2 separate regions of the Mus musculus genome follow, and region 2 is linked to region 1. The links are chromatin contacts, called in public HiChIP or PLAC-seq maps. All regions are on one chromosome and are shown on one strand. Each heading gives the region's core, a stretch centred on a gene start, on an enhancer-like site or on the middle of the called end of the contact. The rest is flanking DNA. Distances are from core to core; before and after follow the strand shown. Region 1 holds the start of Kras (Kirsten rat sarcoma viral oncogene homolog). Region 2 has its middle 23 kb from the start of Gm38926.

Region 1 (5,816 bases), core at 1,417-3,916:
ATTTTTGGCAAGAAAAAAAATGTAAAGAACATAAAAGAGTTTCTCAGTAACCTCTGTGACTTCTGCCTTGCTTATAATACACTGCACTCCCAACAGGTGCACTAAGTGCTGGCACTGTATACAGTTAACAGCCCTGAATACAACACTGTTGTTTCCTAGTCTGCTTTTCCAAACATTTTTGAAATAAAATTAATATATACACTTTATCTCCTTTCCCTTGTAGAACATATATTATTGCAGATAAAGAGACAAATGGATACAAAAGAACTGCACTAAAGTCACAATTTTGTTATAGAATAGATAGTTCCAGGTCAATGTAAGTATATACAGTGTAAACAAACACAAAATACAGTCTACTTATTGACCACCAAGAACTGTTCACACAGGCACCAAGAGGGGAAAATGCAGTTTGTTTTTCCAACACACTGTCTTCCTTACCCTGTGCCTGAAGCCCTCAGTAACAGGACCACAAGGGCAGAAAACCATTGTTATCAGACCTTCATCCAACTCCTGCCCTACTTTGCCCCACCTATCCTTTCTGGCTGCTTGTCTGGGGCCATCCTGTGAGCCACTACTAACCTAACTTACCTGTTTGCCTTCAAGTTTTGTAACAAATGTAGACCATGGCAAATGGGATAGATGAAAAGAAATCACATGGAAATGCGACCTTTGCCTCTCCCTCCCGCAAACAGTGTGGCTAGCGTACAGGAGCAATTTTGGGTCCCTAAAACTTTGTGTGGTAGGGAACAGGATTAGGAGGTTAGAACCGTTTTTACAGCAATTGTTTTTTAGCCTTCTTACTATTACAAGGACAGTTGGTTCTCTAGGCCCTGTAATCACAACAAAGAGAATGCAGATGCAGATATGAGATGTAGATATGAAAGAATACTGTTATGTCCTATGAAGCACAATTAAACAGATTGTTAATGTGTAAAACAAAGCTACTCTAATTCTTTGTTCTAGAAAATTTATTATTTTTTCATTAAAAAATGAATTCATGTTACCAACAGGCACTTTATTCCTAGTTCTAAATAAACTGAAAAAATGTGTTACTTCTAATATAGTAAATATTGGCATGTTCCCCCCCTTCAAGGATTTCTGAGACCCTCAATAATTTGTTTATAGGTGCAAAGGGGTCCCACAGACTAAAATGTTGGCTAATTTAGGGTATACTGTGGACAGATATTGAATCATTTACACCGTAGCTTTTGCTGAATAAAATTTATTGTCGGGTTTTTAAAACTTAGTAATATTTAATTAAGTCCACTAGAAAAAAAAGAAGTCTTACTCAAGAAAAACCTTAAGCCTGAAAGGTTCCCCCACCCACCCACCCCCACCCCCAGTTACAAAAGGTAATAAAGGGGCTCAATTCCAACCAAAGTGGAAAAATTAAATTACTATCCGCCATCTCTTAAAACCAAGGATGCTTGTGAATAGCTACAGTTTCAAATTAAATATATGGATACCTAGCGTATCTGATGTCTATTGTCTATCACATGAGGGGTCAGCAATCAGGCCCTCGGTGGAAGAGTGACACTGGTCATTTGGTGGCAATTTCGAAGTGATTATTATGAGCAGACTTGTTCAACATTTCCTCTCAGATGATTCCTCTACGACAAACACAGCATGCCATTCTGCTTTTAAGTCCTTGCCTTGATGATCACCTTGCTTTAACGGGGCTGGCTCAGGACTTGAGCTACTACATGGGCCTAGGGGGATTTCAGAGGTCGGCCCGAATGCTACAATCAACTCTGGAGTCTGGAAGGGGCAAGGGACAAACCGCAGGACTGAGGGGAGAGGGCAGCAGGCGATTCAAACTTGACGCTGTGAGCCGAGCTGCCTGCGCTCCACTCGGGGAGAGTCCCCTGCCTCGGCTCTCGCCCTTCGTTCCCCCTGTGTTTTCACGACACAAAGCCACTCAGACTTGCCGCATTAACTTTTCTGCTTCCGTGCGGGTCGCTCGCGGGCTTTCCGCGCAGGGCGTGGGCCACCTGTTCTGCCAGCACCATCCCTACCTCCACCTCCTCCTTTGTGGCCGCGGCAATGTCACAGCCCTTACAGGCGTGGGGGAGGGGAGCGGTCGCGAACTCCGCGGCGGACGCCTTTCCCCTCCGAGAACCACGACGCCCTCCGGCCACCGGGTCCGAGCACCTCCCGCCGCGACCTCCCCCGGGGCCCCGCAGCCCGGCCAGGGGAAGCGGCGTCCCCGCACAGCCCGCGCGCCCGACAAGTTGAGCCGGGCGCGGGGCGCCAGGCGCGGATGCCGGGTGCAGCAGAGGCCGGGCGCGGAGGCCGGGCGAGCGCGGAGGGCCCGCCGCGGCCGGGAGGAGGAAGGAAAGCCGCCCCGTCCGGGAAACGGCGGCCGCCCGACCTCGGCGCCCCGCGCCCGCCGCCCCGAGCCGGCTTCATTCAGCGCCGCGGCCCCGCCCGGCCGCGCCGAGCTCCGCACCGGGCAGCGGCCCAGGAGCGCCGCCCGCGCCCTACCTCTCTCCGCGCCGCGGAGCCGCCGCGCCTCAGGCTCCCGCCGCCGCCTTCAGGCCCGCGCCGCGCTCGCTCCGGGTCCGAAATGGCGCGGGAGCGGGACTCCGGGCCGAGCCGCCGCCGCCTTCCCCTGCCGTCTCAGCCGCCGCCACAGCGCTGCCGCCTCAGCCGCCGCGGCCGCCGCCTGCCGAATCGAGCCCGGAGTGCGCGATGGGCCCGGCAGGCGGGCGGGCGGCCGCAGAGCAGGCCGATCGATGCGCTCGGTGCTCCGCGCTGCCTCGGCCGCGCGCGCGGGAGGGAGGGAAGGAGGGAGGGAGGGAGCGGCCGCAGCGCTGGGAGCCCAGGAGAGCGAGGGCGGGAAGCGGCGGCCAGGACGGGCCCGGGCGGGGGCGCGCGAGGGTGGTGCCGAGAGGGCGTCGGCCAACGCGGACCCCGACCCGGGGCTGGCGCTCCCGATAGCCCCGCCTCGCCGCTCGTTCGCACGCGGCCGCCCGCCCCGCTGCTGCTCCTCCGGGCGCGCGCGGCGCCGCCGGGGGCGGACCCCAGCCGCTGGCCTCGCGGTCCCTTGGCCGGACTGTCCGAAGCCTGCAGGCTCCCAACCCGGACCTCCTCTTTTTGTTTTGAGACAGGGTCTCTCTGTGTAGACCAGGCTGGCCTTCTGCCCGGATACCACATGGAGAGCCGCTTTGTAGGAAGTGCCCTCGCTCCACAGGACAGATCCGAGGAGACTTCTCAGGACGCCAGGTAGAAGACATTCATTCATCAGTTACCACCGCAGAGTTAAACAGGGAGGCAAATAAGCGTGCGTTCCTCTAGACCGCACTGATGCCCCTTCTAAAAAATGCCATCAGTTGAGGCCTGGAGAGCCAGGGCCCCCGCCCAAAAGACTGCCCATCCACCCACCCACCGACCGCCGTCTGTCCTCACAGCCCCATCACCAGCCACGCGTGAAACTGTTACACTAGCTCTCTGAAGTGATGTCACTCTTCTTGCACCCTACCTCTCCCTCCCAGCACCAGGTGGGAGGCCCGGGAAACAGGAGGAAGACAGGGAAAGAAAGAACGTGCCTACTCTGTGTCAAGTTAACTGCTAAATGTTTTTGCACATAGCGTATTTAATTATCACAACGCCCCCGCGAGTTAAACATCATCTCGACTATTTTACAGATGAAGGAAGAAATTTACGGAAAGGAAGAAATGGCGGCCACATTCACACTGTTAAGCTGAAGGAAAGATACTAACTCAGTATCTCAGTCTGCCTTGAGCTCCCGCGTGGCTCACAGTTCAAGAACATAAAGGCAAAATTCTAAAATTCTATGCTGCCTTTGACCACTTGCTACCTTACCTTACCTTCGTGTTTCACCTTGACTCCTGGCTGCTCCGAGAATGGGGAGGTTGGCCTTTTCCTCTGAGACTGTCCTCAAAAACTGTCTCCTAACTACCAATGCCCAGAGCTTCCTATATCATAGGCTTTAAGCCTTGTTTAAATGTCTCATTTCTTAAGTGAGAGCTTCCATAAAGAGCGTCTTTGGGACTGCAGTCTCCCCTCAGTCCCCGAACACTACTCCTAGTTTTCTCCAGGACACTCACCACCATTTAATGCTTTAGTATTTCATTTTAATTCTCTTTGGTTTTTGTTTGTTTTGAGAGGGTCTCTATGGAAGAGTAAGCTGGCCTCAATCAAACTCATAGAACTCCTCCTGCTTCTGCCTCCTGACTGCTGGGATGAAAGGCTTATCACACTATGCCTGGCTCTCTTGATTTTCTTAACTCTTCTCTTTTCCCCCAATAAAGAATAAACTCTGTGAGAGTGAGGATTCTGACTTGTTTTGTTGACTGCTAAAATTCTAGTGCCTGTAACAGTCCTCTTTTACAAGTAAGACATTCAGGGAAGACATGAAGTGCTGAATAAACAATCCAGGCACCCTCTTTATGAACCCTGAGACTAAATCCTTACTTAGAGTTCTTTAAACCCATCAGTGTCTGCCTTCATCATCTTATGCAACCGGCTTTTACACTCACCAAGGTCACCTTCTGATGAGCCACATGCTAGGTGACGAGAAAACTGTCTGCTGAATAATGAGCTCTTTGAATTTGTTAAATTAATTTCTGCTTATTTGAACATTGTTTTGTACCAAACCACAGATTATTCTGTGTTAATTTAAGTCCACGATAAGCATCTCTCTCTCTCTCTCTCTCAGCTGCTAGTTCAGTGTCCTCTGCAATTGGTGCTCTGCTAACCATAAAGGGACTGCAGTGCTCTGTAGAGCACTTCGATGCTGATTATAAAAATTCTGGCAGCAGCAGAAATCTAATCCATCCACAGGGTCTCAGTTACCATCTTGGCTCGTGGTTCCCAAAATGAGTTACTGTTCTAGTTTCTTCCTGTGACTTCAAGAAAATCCTCTGACCAAAAGCAGCTTAGGGGGAAAGGAGTTCATTTGGCTTATACGTCAAGGTCACAGACCATCACTGAAGGATGTCAAAGCTGCAACTCAGGCAGGAACTTGAAGCAGAAACCATGGAGGAACACTGCTTGCTGGCTCACTCCCAGGCTAGTACTTAGCTAGGTAGAGCCAAGGACCACCTGCTTAGGAATGATGGTGCCCATGGTGGACTGGATCCTTCTTTGTCAATTAACAATCAGGGAAATTCTCACAACCACAGACATGTCCACTTCCAGTCTGATCTGGGTAATCCTTCAGAGTAGGCTTGCCTCTCAGACAACTCTAGGCTGTTCCAAATTGACAATTAAAGCTAAGTAGGACAGTTCCTTCTGTTGGTCCTATGAACCCTGCTTTCCAGCCTCACCTCAAAGAGGATGTCTCCTTTCATTCCCACAGCAATTCTTACATAAGCTGTGCCAGGCCTTTCCACCATCCTGATGATGTCCTGGCACTCTCAGGAACAGCCACCTCCCCCAGGATCTTCCCTTTTTTTCCTTAACACTACAGGGTCCAAGGTGGGAGGTGGGGGGTTGGGGGTTTTCACTTTCCATGGCTTCAGAATCATTTGCCATGCTTACATAATTTAAATTCCTAGCCCCCCACCCACACCACACACACACCAGGTATTCCATATAGTTAGTGTGAGATAGATCAGAAATCTTTGGGTTTGTTAGCACATTGATAGTCAGTTCTTGGCAGCCATTCTTTCTACATCTATCGTCTGGAGAGGTGTTTCCTCAAGTCTAGTAGCTGTTCTACAGAGTCTACCTGTCTGCCTGTTTCCACAGACTTCCTGAGAACATGGACACAGGCAGGTACTGGGATCACAACAGGAAAGCGAGGAGGAATAACAAACATAAATGGTACTCAGGGCTTGCTGCAAGCTGAA
Region 2 (5,816 bases), core at 3,077-5,576, 76 kb after region 1:
GTTGGGCGTGTGTTCTTTCTCACATCTTTACTTATCTGCTTGAAGAAGAAACCGTCTGAGGAAATAATCACGGTGGGTCTGAGTTTAGCTGTCTCCCTAAAGAGGAAAGAGAGAGGGGGAGAGAAAGGAGGGGGAGGGAGGGAGGGAGATAGAGAGAGAGAGAGAGAGAGAGAGAGAGAGAGAGAGAGAGAGAGAGAGAGAGAGAGAGAGAGAGAGAGAGACTCATTTGGAAGCACGAGGAGCCTTAGGTTCAATCCTTAAAATCACATAAACCAGCATGGGGGTGCACATCTCTAACCCTTGTGTTCCAGGGGTGGAGGCAGGAGATCGTAAGTTGGAGGTCATCTTTGGCTGCATAGTGAGTCTGAGGCCAACCTGGGTTACACAAGATCCTGTTTCAAAAGAATGAACCCCAAGGAGCCGTGTTGTCCCTTCGAGCAGAAGACATAGTAAGAATGCCTCTGAGACAGAGCAAGAGTCTCCCCAGATAGACAGGGTTGGAGAGCACAGGCCGCCGTGGAGGGAGCGAGAGCCTGGGCTGAGAGGGTCCCTCAGGAGGAGTTTGTTGCATTCTGGGAGGTTTAGATCGCTGCCCTCCACTACTGTGGTTCTGTGGGACAGCACAGCTTCTTAGAGTGCTGACCACGGGGAAGGTTTGGGAAGATTTCATGGGTGAGGCCACAGGGGCATCTTCAGAACCAGGTGCTGCCTGCAGCCCGCTTCCAGTAACTCAGCGCCAGCAGCCAAGTCATCACCAGCCGCCAAAAGCGACACATTTCCACTGTTGCCACTGGTCTCGTGTTCTCCCTACCTACATGCGCTATGCCCTTTAGAAAGCCTGTGCCTTCACAGCGTCTCTCCACCCTTGTCCAAAGGAGGCAGCCTTTTGTAGAACCCCTCTCCCTCAATAAATCTCCTTCCTGAGGTCTGCTGCAGGGTGTGACTTTGTGTCAATCCTTGGCCTGCCCTCAGATTGGTGGGGGAAAATTAAAAGACCTAACACTTTCTTCTTTCTCCCCCTCTTTCCTGGTTTTCTTTTTCTTTTCCCTTTTCTTTTCTTCTCTCTCCCTCTCTTTCCTTTCTTTCTTTTCTTTCTTCCTCTTCCTCTTCCTCTTCCTCTTCCTCTTCCTCTTCCTCTTCCTCTTCCTCTTCCTCTTCCTCTTCCTCTTCCTCTTCTTCTTCTTCTTCTTCTTCTTCTTCTTCTTTTTTGAGACAAATATCACTGTGTATCTCACAGTGTTAGTTTGGCTTCAAACTAAAAATTCCACACCAGGCAACACATCTTTATCCAAAAACTCCCCTGTACATGTTGCAGAAAGTAAATTTTTTTTTTATTTTGTACGATTGTATGCATAGCCCCCTTCCCCAGGAACTATCTTCTCACTCCATCCCTCTTCCACCTTTGGGGTGATATTTGTTGGAAGAAGCCTAGCCACCAAGAACCTACCAATCATCCCTTCTTCACCTTCCCTGTCTGCTTGAAGAGATCTGGCAGCTCCTAGGAGACCCAACTCTGGGTACGCTCTATGGGAGTCTGCGGAGGAGGAGTCTTGCTGAACTGGGAAGGCCCACCCTGAGTAGGGTGGCGCTACCCCATGGGCAGGGTCTCCAGACTGAATGACGAAGAGAGAGTAGCTGCTTCCCAACCTCCCGCGGTCTGTGATTCTGCCCACACGCCTTTCCTATCATGAGGTACTGTACCCCTTCAAACCTTGAGCCAAAATGAACTCTGTCCCACTGAAGCTGCTGAATAGAGACTATTTACCACCTTTGTTTCAAAGCCACAGGACTGACAACCCACACAGGGACTGGGGTTATAAAATATAAGGCTCGCCTCCTGTTGCTGACTGGAGCACCAGTTGCTAATCCTGCTCCTAGAGCCCAGAGCCCAGAGCCCAGAGCCCAGAGCCCAGAGTTGGGCACATGCTCACAAGTCCTACAGCTGGTACATGCAAACTAAACTCAAACAAGAGGGCTAAGATGTGCCATCTTATTACACATCTGTTTGGGCTCCAAGAACACTACCCCCTTCCCCCAATCAGTGGGAGCAGGCCTATGTTGCTAATTGGACATTGCTTTCTCTAGTTGACCTGAGTTTATCTTACACTTTGTATCCACCTAATTAGAGAAAGCAGTCAAGAACAACAGTTTGGTAGAAACTTGAAGTTTCTTTCTGAGAAACCTGCAAATCATTCTATAAACCAGACATTTCCAGAATTGTAACTGCTTTTGTGTGTTGCTTGAACATTCCTTCCCTAGGCAGAGTTAGACAGTAGCTACCCTCTCCTCACAGTGTTGCAATGACAATCAAAGGTTCATGAGGGGGTGGGGAGGTGGGGGATGGCTTGGGGTGGAGGGAAGACCAATGATTTTTCATAGGCTTCAAAGATTGGGTGTGTGGATGAGCCCAGGGCAGCCCCATTGGGAGGTCTTCACCCAGCATGGTAATGGCTTCCCCTTAGACTCACACGTTGGAGGTCCTCATCAAACGAACTGCCCTAGCTCATACACTTTGGCACTTCCAAGGACCATGTGCAATTAAGGCTGATTACGAACAAGCAGCAGGGAGGGGCAGCTGCAATCTCAGGTGTGGCGCCAATGACCCTCCCCCACCCGTCCTTCTAGGGGAATGTCGACTGCCAACAAACTGCAGGTAGAGAGCCTGCTTCCTGCTAGCAGGCAGGCACAGCTGTGTTTCCCTTGGAGGACCAAGAGCTCTATGGCAGTATTTGAATAAAGAAAAAAAGAATTAGTGGGTGAAGGGCAAGCACTACGTGTAAAACATAGTAAGAACCCAGCAATGAAGTCACAAGTCACTTGTGATGTTTATTAAATGTATATTCTGGGTCCCACTAGCAAACTTTGCAGCAGATCAGTTTTGAGAAATTCTCTTCTGGACCCTGAGAAACAATATATTATAAACATCCTGAGTACACACACTTATAGTTTACTTATTTTTAAAATTTCCCAGTTTTGAGACTGTCTTGTTTTTATATTCAAAACTACATATCTATTTTCAACAAAAAGAAAGGATTCAAGTTGCTGCCCAAGATGACTAAAAACAGCTACTTCGTATATTTGAGGTTCTAATTGACATGTCGGTGTGAGCTAGGGCCCATGAGGAAGCCTTTTCTTAGGCACAGGACTTAGGAGAACAAGCTAGCGACTGCAGCCAGACCCACAGGGAATGGCACAGCCTGTGACAAGTGCCTTCACCTCCCTGGCTCTCTTTAGGCACATTCAACAACCTCGGCTCAAGGTCTGTGAGCTGAAAGAATCCAGTGCTGGAGTAGAAATGTGGTCTCAGGGTACTTCAAATCTAGTCCTCTCAAGATAAACTCCATACCGCAGGGAGAGGGAAGGTTTCAGGGACTTCTAGGAGAAGGACTTTGTTAACACCACGATAACCTGGTGTTCTGACTAAAGTGAGAGGTGTCACCTTTGACCAGCACCTAAGAGAGCTCTGAGCTTCTCAGGACAACTCACCCACCTTAGCGGAGATGGGGCTGCTCTCCACCGGAAAGCATCTAAACCCTGTAGCTTTGTTAGCCAACCAGTGTGAGCAAACCAGGGAGTCTGCACTAGGTCTCTGCTGTTGACTGTCTCCTCCTCCAGAGATTTAACTCAGGTTACCCCAGTTAAGTAGCCAGCACATTTATTTGCTGAGCTTTCTTCCCGGCTCCCAAGGCTGACTCTTTTTAAAGTGGAGATGAGTTTCCAGAGAGCAACAATGATGCAAAGATGCCCGCATAAGCCCACAGTCACAACCTGTTAGTGTTAGTGTTATTTTAAGATTCGAACCTGTAGTAACTAAAGTGTCAGTTGCTTGCTTGAGTTCTCAGAGAACGCCTCCTCCTGCTTTCTCAAAGCTAATGGGCACGGCTAAGCAGGGGCATGGGAAAGGTTGAGATGGCATTTGGGGGTCTGAGTGAGGCTCCAGGGAGGTGAAGCTCTGCTGTTCTTGACCAGAGGACCTCAGACAACTCAGGGACCGACAACCAGCATGTGGGGTTTAGGGCATCTGAACCTTGACCTTTCCTTTCTACTTGGGGGAGGGAGGCATGGCTACTATAACTGCCAGAATGTCTCCCAGAATATTCTACTGATTATTAATTTCCCCAGCATCTATCTTCAAATCCCTCAGCTTTCTCTTTAAACCATATGCTCATTCAGGAGAGGCTCTCTCCTGACAGAATTACAGAAATACAATTAAACAAACATCAAACCGAATTTCTGCCTGCACCGGCGCCTCGCCCACTTCTCTTACGTAACCCACACAGGCAAGCAGATGGTTCATTGTGATGAAATATGCATATATGTGTCTAAACACAAGTTTAGTTATGCATGTATTCAAATGAAGGTTAGGAAAGGGAGGTCTAAGAGAGTTACATAGTATAGGTCAAAGGGCAGCCAGGCCATAGGTAGAATAGGGTTCAAGTGTGTGGCTTGTCCTTCCCCACAATACCCCCTACAACACACGCAGGCAAATCTCTCGTGCTTGTTGTATGGGAGACCTTGCCTACTTGCCCTAGTGGCAGAAGTCACTCAAACGTAGGAACGAGGCAGCTGGTTTGCTACCTACCCCCAGGGACTGATGCAACCTTCTTCATCACCATCTTCACCACTGCTTTGTCTGACAAGTCCGGCTTGACCGACAGTTCTACGTGAAGGGTTTCCTCAAGAGCTTTGCCTCTGTAGTGTTTTCTATTTGGTTACACCCTTCTCAAGGCAGATGGAGCCAGTCCACATCGTTGTTTAAAGCCTCTGGTCTGCATTTTCACTTAAGTTCCGGGGAAGCACTTGCAGGGACAATCCGTGCAGTGTCCCAGGGGGCAAGGGGAGTTGGTCCCCTGAGAACACAGCCATGCTCTGTACCCCACAGAGGATCTGGAACAAACAAGTATTCAAGGTGCTAAATAATATACCCCTTAAAACCCAACAGCCCTTCTGCAGGTCAGGCTCAGCTTATGGAAAAGATCCCTTCTTTGTCACAGTACAGAGAAACTGATTTTAAACTGCCACCATGGCTGTGCTTATAAGCTCATGTAGCTCCCAGCATACCCCAGCCCCACCCCAGGCTGTTTTTCAGGTGAGCAGTATAATTGTCTTGAACGGGTGGGTTCCGACTAGGAGGGAGGTGTAGACACAGTAGTTTTCCAATGTATGTGTGTGTGTGTGGGGGGGGGGCTGTCTCTAGTGCTAGGTAGTTATTTCTAGTTCAGTCAGCCAGACTGCCACCCCTTGACACTTCCCTGATAACTGAATGTGACTCCTCTTCATGTTACTGGAGGCAGGAAGCCCTGATCCAAGACAACATGAGAAGGTGTTTTGTATTAATAGCAGTCAAACTGCATGCTTTCCAGGGTTTGATGCTGAAACTTGGTTATTACTTCAGGGGAAACCACTTAATATCAACCAAAATATATCTGTACATTTTTATAACACTCAATATAACATAATGCTAATATAATAGTATACAGTAATGTGTTTGATTTTAATCTCCTTACCATTAGTACCTATTTGTTATAAAGTATATGAACAAATTCAGATAGATGCCATCTTGTAATGACATCTTGGTCGACCAAAGCCAGAGTCAGCTGCTCGCTCACTATTTTGGAGGCTGGAAAGTTAAACAGGGTCTCATGGATCCCAGGCTGACTTCAGGCTCACTATGTAGCCAAGGCTAGCCTTGAACTCTGATCATCCTGTGTCTACCTGCTGAGTACTGAGGTTGCAAGTGTGCAGTGCTGGGCCTGGCCTCTCATTTCTGAAACAATCCCTTCCTTGACTCTAGACAGCACCTCCAGATGGGAACT

What was found. HiChIP or PLAC-seq counts read pairs in DNA pulled down with a chosen protein or histone mark.
Region 2: a contact with region 1 is called in an H3K4me3 HiChIP or PLAC-seq map of intestinal villus epithelium, with 7 read pairs. The contact joins the enhancer-like site here to the promoter of Kras in region 1. A contact is called at or near these places in 5 of 39 promoter capture datasets (the 3T3-L1 cell line, embryonic stem cells, hippocampal neurons and 2 more), 40 of 484 Hi-C or Micro-C datasets (3T3-L1-derived adipocytes, the AML12 cell line, B cells and 27 more), 27 of 115 datasets of contacts at active chromatin or transcription factors (the HPC-7 cell line, PVALB interneurons, the SCID.adh cell line and 20 more) and 4 of 9 other capture datasets (adipose tissue, liver, macrophages and 1 more).

What each region holds. Positions count from the first base shown.
Region 1 is chr6:145,247,565-145,253,380 of GRCm38.p6, forward strand. It overlaps Kras (Kirsten rat sarcoma viral oncogene homolog), which reads right to left and starts at 2,667. Exons shown (of 5, transcript NM_021284.6): 1 at 2,485-2,667. Gm15706 (predicted gene 15706) reads left to right here and starts at 2,965. Exons shown (of 2, transcript NR_045598.2): 1 at 2,965-3,225; 2 at 3,648-4,285.
Region 2 is chr6:145,322,060-145,327,875 of GRCm38.p6, forward strand. No RefSeq gene overlaps it. Among named protein-coding and RNA genes, the nearest start is that of Gm38926, 23 kb to the right of the region's middle. Within about 2 kb of position 4,327, at least 23 of the 459 cell types and tissues checked have an H3K27ac peak or open chromatin away from gene starts, as enhancers often do. A contact at or near this core is called in cortical neurons, hippocampal neurons and intestinal villus epithelium, where this site is marked.